2 separate regions of the Hordeum vulgare genome follow, and region 2 is linked to region 1. Evidence: chromatin contacts called from public Hi-C data. All regions are on one chromosome and are shown on one strand. Each heading gives the region's core, a stretch centred on a gene start, on an enhancer-like site or on the middle of the called end of the contact. The rest is flanking DNA. Distances are from core to core; before and after follow the strand shown. Region 1 holds the start of LOC123427048 (serine/threonine protein phosphatase 2A 57 kDa regulatory subunit B' theta isoform-like). Region 2 holds the start of LOC123427051 (glucose-6-phosphate 1-dehydrogenase, cytoplasmic isoform-like).

Region 1 (3,481 bases), core at 247-2,746:
CGGAGACGAGCAGGGTGGAGTCACGATGGCGGCAGAGAAGGATAAGTTTAGTTCGACGAGGGATGCAAGGTCGTCTTTTTTTTATCCAACCAACCACTGACGCGTCGTGGGCGGGCGGACGTACGAGGGGCGGGCGGGCGTACGTGGGCGGGCGGACGTACGGCGGGTGAGGGAGTCCAGGATTAAGAGGTCCTCGGGCAGCCGACCCGTCACTAGGAGGGCCGACCACGTGAGCCACTACACCGAAGCCAGATAATGACGACCTCGTGCTCGGGAAGGAAAGCTCCTAAGATTGGCATGTAATCCAGGTCGAATAGGGCTAAATCGGCATGTCTATCCCCGGCTAAAGGTCGGTGACTTGTAAACCCTAAAACCCCTTTTATCTATATAAACCAGAGGTTCTCATCCGTGTAGAGGAGGATGAATCATCTAGGATTAGCGTATCCGACCTCGAGGTAGATCAATTCTGTAATCATCCACATCAATATAATCAAGTAGGACGTAGGATTTTACCTCATCAAGAGGGCACGAAACTGGGTAAACAAATGTCTCCCCCCTCTCCTGCAACCCATCGATATTCAGGATTTAGCGTATACGATCTCGAGGTAGATCAACTCTATAATCATCCTCATCAATATAATCAAGCAGGACGTAGGGTTTTACCTCATTAAGAGGGCCCGAACCTGGGTAAACAAATGTCTCCCCCTTCCCGTGCAACCCATCGATATTCAGGGTTTAGCATATACGATATCGACGTAGATCAACTCTGTAATCATCCACATCAATATAATCAAGCAGGACGTAGGATTTTACCTCATCAAGAGGGCCTGAACCTGGGTAAACAAATTTCTCCCCCTTCTCATGCAACCCATCGATCCAAGGTCCACAGTTTGGGACCCCCTACCCCAGATCTGCCGGTTTTGACACCGCCAACATGCGATGGATACCGTATACATAAGGCGTAAATACAATACTACCCTTATACGTTTAGGGGTTGTACCGAAGTCCTTCTCGTTTTTCTCCCGCTAATACTTTTTTTTTACAAGCAAACCAGATGGCATTTTGTTCCTTATCAAAAAATGTTACATCATTTATAAGCATCCGCATAAGAAAAATAGGAGGCTCATCGCCCGAGGCACAAAAATCTGAATAAAACAAAAATGATCTAGCTATCTCATGTGCTGCCACATTTGCTTCCCATAACTCATAGAAAACATCATCAAAGGCCCCCTAATATTAATAAAGCACAAATAAATTAACAAACATAGACTCAAAACCATGACTAAATTAACTCTTAAAATAAAAAAGAAATCATCTGAAAAAGGAAATAATGAAGGCATTCTACTCTTGCGACGACATCGATGACCGATGATGATGATAATGAAGATGAAGGCTCCCACTTCCAATCGAGAGGAGAAACGGGCAAGAACAAGGCAATTAATTGCACTCTCGCCCAGCTGCCACCCCTGCCAGCCAGTTGGGGTAAAATACTCTCTTCTCCCAGTCTCCTTGGCTGGCTTTCTGTCCGGATTTGCTTGCTTGCCCTCCGACTCCCACGCTCTCCGCCCGGCACAAACTTTTACTCCTACTCCCTTCCTCTTCTTCCCCCCTTGCCACTTTTGGGGACCTCGACCCCTCTCAAATCCAGAGGAAGGCCGGGCAAAAGCAAGCACAGCTCCCCCTCCACCTCCACCTCCAGGTCCAGCCACCCCAACAAAAGGTTCCCCTTCCACCCTCCCCCCCTCCACCCTCAATCTCGCCACTCCCGTCCTCCGCCGCCGGTTCTTGGATCCTGGATTTGGCGGCCGGTGGAGCCGAAAGATTCCGTATTTATTTTTTTATTCTGCAAGGAGGAGGAGGAGGAGGAGGGCGTGGCGATGGGGGCGTCGCCTGATCCGCCGACGTCCGGCCGGTGGAGCGCCTCCTGGACGAGGCCTGATCCGTATCGGTCCCAGTGATCTGGCCGTGCCGGCGGCTCGGGTCCGTGGTGCCAGGGTTTGTCTGCTGCTTGGAGGAGATCTCTCTTGTGCTGCTGGGGGGGTGAGTTCAGGAGCTGCGAGGGTTCGCCTAGATCCCTCCTCGTTCCTGCTGCTGATTTGCTGTGCTGGGATACTGCTAGGGTTTTGGGCTGCTCGTAGGTTGTGCTGTGCCTCTGTGCTGGTAGAAGATGATTAAACAGATCCTTGGCAGGCTGCCCAAGAAGACAGGGAAGGCCGGCGATGGCCGGGATGCTGCCACGGGCAACGGCAACGAGCCGTCCAACTCTTACAGCGTTGCGAGGAGCGTGGAGCCTGGTGGGAATAAGAGGGCAGGAAATGCGGAGCACCTGGCCCCAGCTTCTAGTCCGGCGATGAATGGGGCTGTGGTGTATCACTCCAACGAGCCGCTGCCAGCGTTCAAGGACGTGCCGGTCTCGGAGAAGCAGAATCTGTTTGTCAGGAAGGCCACCCTCTGTTGTGCTGTGTATGACTTTGCCGATCCGACCAAGAACTTGAAGGAGAAGGAAATGAAGCGGCAGACGCTTATGGAGCTTGTTGATTATGTCACTTCTGCAAATGGAAAGTTCTCGGAGGTCATCATGTTGGAGATCAGCAAGATGGTCGCAATTAACTTGTTCCGGAGCTCGAATCCCACTCCTCGTGAGAACAAGGCCATCGAAGGAGTTGATATGGAGGAAGAAGAGCCTCTCATGGACCCAGCGTGGTCACACCTGCAGATTGTTTATGAGGTTTTCTTGAGATTTGTAGCGTCGCAAGAGACAGATGCAAAGCTGGCCAAGAGATACATAGACCATTCCTTCATTCTCAAGCTACTGGATCTTTTCGACTCAGAAGACCCCAGGGAAAGGGACTATCTCAAGACAATACTCCATCGAATATATGGTAAATTCATGGTGCATCGCCCATTCATCAGGAAAGCAATCAACAACATCTTCTACAGATTTATATTTGAAACGGAAAAGCATAACGGTATTGCTGAGCTGCTGGAGATCTTGGGCAGTATAATTAATGGTTTTGCCCTGCCACTTAAAGAAGAGCACAAATTGTTCCTTCTCCGTGCACTGATCCCGCTTCATAAGCCAAAGTGTGTAGCAATGTACCATCAGCAGCTGTCGTATTGCATCACACAGTTTGTTGAGAAGGACTGCAAACTTGCTGACACTGTTATTAGGGGCTTGCTCAAGTATTGGCCTATAACCAACAGCTCAAAGGAGGTGATGTTCTTGGGTGAGCTAGAAGAGGTTTTAGAGGCAACACAGCTTGCAGAGTTCCAAAGATGCATGGTTCCGCTCTTCCGTCAGATTGCTAGTAGCATGAACAGCTCGCACTTCCAGGTTAAATCTCACCAGACGTATACTTTAAGTTCGCATGCATTTCTACTTTGCTGATCTTTATTGGTTCTGGTTGCAGTCAATATATGCCCTTTACTGCCTTAATTTTGTGATTCAGCTGTTGACTTGCTGTTCATCTGTATATCACCA
Region 2 (3,481 bases), core at 339-2,838, 440 kb before region 1:
CAAGGAACAGCTAGTTATTGTCACAGCACCTGTTCAAAAAGGTGGTAGAGTGCCGGGAACGTTTTCTTCTTGGCAAGGTCTCCAGAAGCCCCAAGTACAACGATAGTCAGGCACCCTTGCTCCAAAGGAAGTTCTAGATCCTTTGCTAATGAGTTAAAACTGCTTTGTCTCGATGACGCCGAGGAGTCAGTTCCCGCCATGACGAATAGGATGATTCTCTTCTCCCTTCAACAGTACACCTAACCAAGTGAGCAAGATATGATTAAATGGTAAGATCATCTGAACTTAGCCTAACAATTGTCATGCGACTCATTGAAATGGAAGATTCAGTATCAGACAAAATCAGCTAGCAGAACGCATGAATGATTTGCTTTGTTTGGCTAATCGATGCATTGTCAGTTTATACTACTGTTGCCGTTAAAAGCTGGAAACAGAAAGTGCACAGGACTAGATCCAAAATTGCATTTCCCTAAACTGAACTATTTGTAATGCTGGGTGTACCTTACTCTTCTGACAACAAAGTGATCACAGCTTATCTCTCCAACTGTCAAGAACACTGAAACCATTACGCATCCAGGATCAACATAGCAATGTTTGAGGACCCCATCAAAATTTAAGAAACCAACAACCAACATGTACCATTAAGGATTACACCCATCGCAGCTCAAGAACGCTGAAATCAGTCATATAACTACTATACACAACTCAATTCCAATTTGAACAGCTATTAATAAGGAAAATAAGCCCGTGCTTGAATCCGGAGTTTGATCTTGCAAAACTAATTGCGGTGAAAAAAGTAAATAATTCTAGTAGCAGAACTGAACCGAAACAGTAAACCAAAACAACATTCCCTGAATCATCGCAACAGAGCAAGCCGCTCTCCGGCAAAAAGAAGGCCCGACGAAACATCCGAAACAGAAAAAACGCGCAGTTCCTATAGTACTCCAGAGCGAAGGAACGCCATTACACCGGGCTTAGGAGATCCTCAAAGAGAGAGAGAGAGAAATCTGGGAGCGACAAGAACATCTCCATCGCCGCGGTAGGCATCACGACACGAGATCCAACGCCGGAAAATCCCACGGACAGAAACCCGGCGCGGTTTGCGGAGAGAATCTAGAAACAACCGAAGAAAAGCGCGCACGAGACGGCGACGGCGACCCAACCCACCAAAAACCTCCCGAAAAAGCCTCGCCCAGAACAAGGCAGGCAGAGCGTAGCAGAGCAAGACGGGCTGCGACGAGCCGACGCAACCGCCACCGATCGAGGAACCTCGGACCTACTCGCGGAAGCAAACAAGGAGAAACTCTCCCACGAGAAACGAGCGAGAAGAATTAACGGCGGCCGGGGGTCGGGGATGGATCACTGACCAGTGGCGATCGAGATTCGCGCGCGCGCCGCGTGGGAGGGGCGGAGGGGGGAGAGTTACTGCTGGGATGCTGGGTGGATGGGAGTGGGGAGGGGGGAGGGGGGTGGCGCCTTCCTTCCTTCCTGACTGGGTGCGATTGGCAGCTCCGCCATTTATACCACGACGGCGTCACCTCGGCCGCCTCCCGCTTTCGCCTCACCTGTCCACTACCTACCCGTCTTTCGGCCTGGGAAGGGGGGCTGCGCGCTCTGTGCTGTGCCACCAACCGCGAAGCGTACGTGTGTCTGATGCTGGGAATTTCCAGGACTTGAGGGGGCTTATGTGAAAGGGGGGCGCCGTAACGGCAAAGGGAAAAGTTGTCGATTGTCCCCGTCTGTTAATTATACTACTGCATCCCTCAAAAAATATTTATACTAGTACTGCAACATTTTCTACTGTCAAAACAGTTTATGTGCGGCTCTTGCTTCTAGACTCTGTGGAGTCGGTTCCTTTTGGAGATTTGATAAAGTTGCATGATTAGCAAATGGTCCCCGTGTATAAAGCACAAATGAACGAAAACCATATTTCGTGGCTTAAGAAATAGTGGCCGCATTTTGATGACATATGTATGCTGTCATCACTCACCACTCAGAGATACTCCCTTCATTCTTAAATATAAATTTTTTAAGAGATTTTACATTAAACTAAATACAAATATATATAGATATTTTTTTAAGTATGGATTCATTCATTTTACTCTGTATGTAGAGTGTAGTAAAATCTTTTAAAATACTTATATTTAAAAACAGAGGGAGTATTTGCGGACTGCATGCACTTTCAATAACAACAAAAATGATTTTGAAGCCAGAATCCCATATGTATAAAAGGCACAAAATGCAATCACTATTATTCCGAGGAAATACTTAGGAGGAGAGGGTGCATACTTGAATATACTTCCTCTGTTCCGAATTATAAGATGCTTTCATAGCCTAACAAAATGTCTTACAATTCAGAACGGATGTAGTATTACTCAAGCTACGTTTTCATATGGTTTGTAGGAAAAGTGGAGGATAAATATAGAAATAGGGGATTCCTTGTGATGGTACTATTTATGCCTCCGATTTCAGGAAATTGAGCAATGAGGAAAATCCCTTTGATCACAAATCAAAGGAAAAACACAGTAACATCCATTTGGACCACACAGAATAAAATTAATATCGTTAGTAGCATAATAACATTCTAACTCTACATTTACATGTGGTTTGACCATGATTTGACCAGGTTTACTACAATTCTTGTGTGTTTTTCAATTCCTGAAACAAACACACATTCCTATGTTTACCAATCATATGTTCTGCACATGCATTCATGCCATTTTCATGTGTTTTTCTATTCCTGCATTTTTAGTATGGAGCAAACCAAAGGAGTCCTACAAGGTCACACCAAGGCGTGAAAATAGGTAGGCTCACTAGGAATTGGTAGCTACCTCGTTGGTCGATTTGGTAAACCTATGATCCTAGAGGTTAAATTCAGCGCTAATATTGCTAGCAGTGGTTGAGCTAGAGTGGTGTAAGCTATGCAAGATACAAGCATTTGTGAAATCCCAAATCTTCCACGGAATAGAGGACAATGCTCCCTTTGAGGGGAAGTATGTATTGATTGGAGCGGTGTGGAGGCACAATGCTCCCTAAGAAGAGATTAGGATCACCGTATTCTCCTCACGCCCTCACACAATGCGAGATGCCATGATTCCACTAGTGGTGCTCTTGAAGGCGACGATCGAACCTTTACAAACAAGGTTCGGGCAATCTCCACAACTTAAATTGGAGGATCCCAACAACACCACGAAGCTTCACTACAATGGAATGTGGCTTCAAGCTGACCTCTTCTGTCTAGGGTGCTCAAACACCCAAGAGTAACAAGATACGCAAGGGATTAGTGGGGGGGATCAAATTTCTCTTGGTGGAAGTGTAGATCAAGGCCTTCTCCTCCAAACCCTAGAGCATCAACAAGATTTGATGGCTAGGGAGGGAGATTGGGCGAAAATGAGCTTAGGAGCAACAATGTACCTTTGAGGGAAAAGAGGTAAGTCAACTTAGGGAAGACGACTCACTTATATAATGGGAAGAAGGATCC

The links. A called contact is a pair of places that touch in the nucleus more often than the background predicts.
Region 2: a Hi-C map of leaf shows a contact between it and region 1, with 2.7 times the contacts expected there. The contact joins the promoter of LOC123427051 here to the promoter of LOC123427048 in region 1. A contact is called at or near these places in 4 of 6 Hi-C or Micro-C datasets (leaf, seedling and an unstated tissue) and 1 of 1 datasets of contacts at active chromatin or transcription factors (embryo).

The regions. Positions count from the first base shown.
Region 1 is chr2H:533,993,581-533,997,061 of MorexV3_pseudomolecules_assembly, reverse strand. It overlaps LOC123427048 (serine/threonine protein phosphatase 2A 57 kDa regulatory subunit B' theta isoform-like), which reads left to right and starts at 1,496. Exons shown (of 2, transcript XM_045110985.1): 1 at 1,496-3,334. The coding sequence starts at 2,168.
Region 2 is chr2H:534,436,701-534,440,181 of MorexV3_pseudomolecules_assembly, reverse strand. It overlaps LOC123427051 (glucose-6-phosphate 1-dehydrogenase, cytoplasmic isoform-like), which reads right to left and starts at 1,588. Exons shown (of 16, transcript XM_045110988.1): 1 at 1,368-1,588; 2 at 30-239. The coding sequence starts at 200.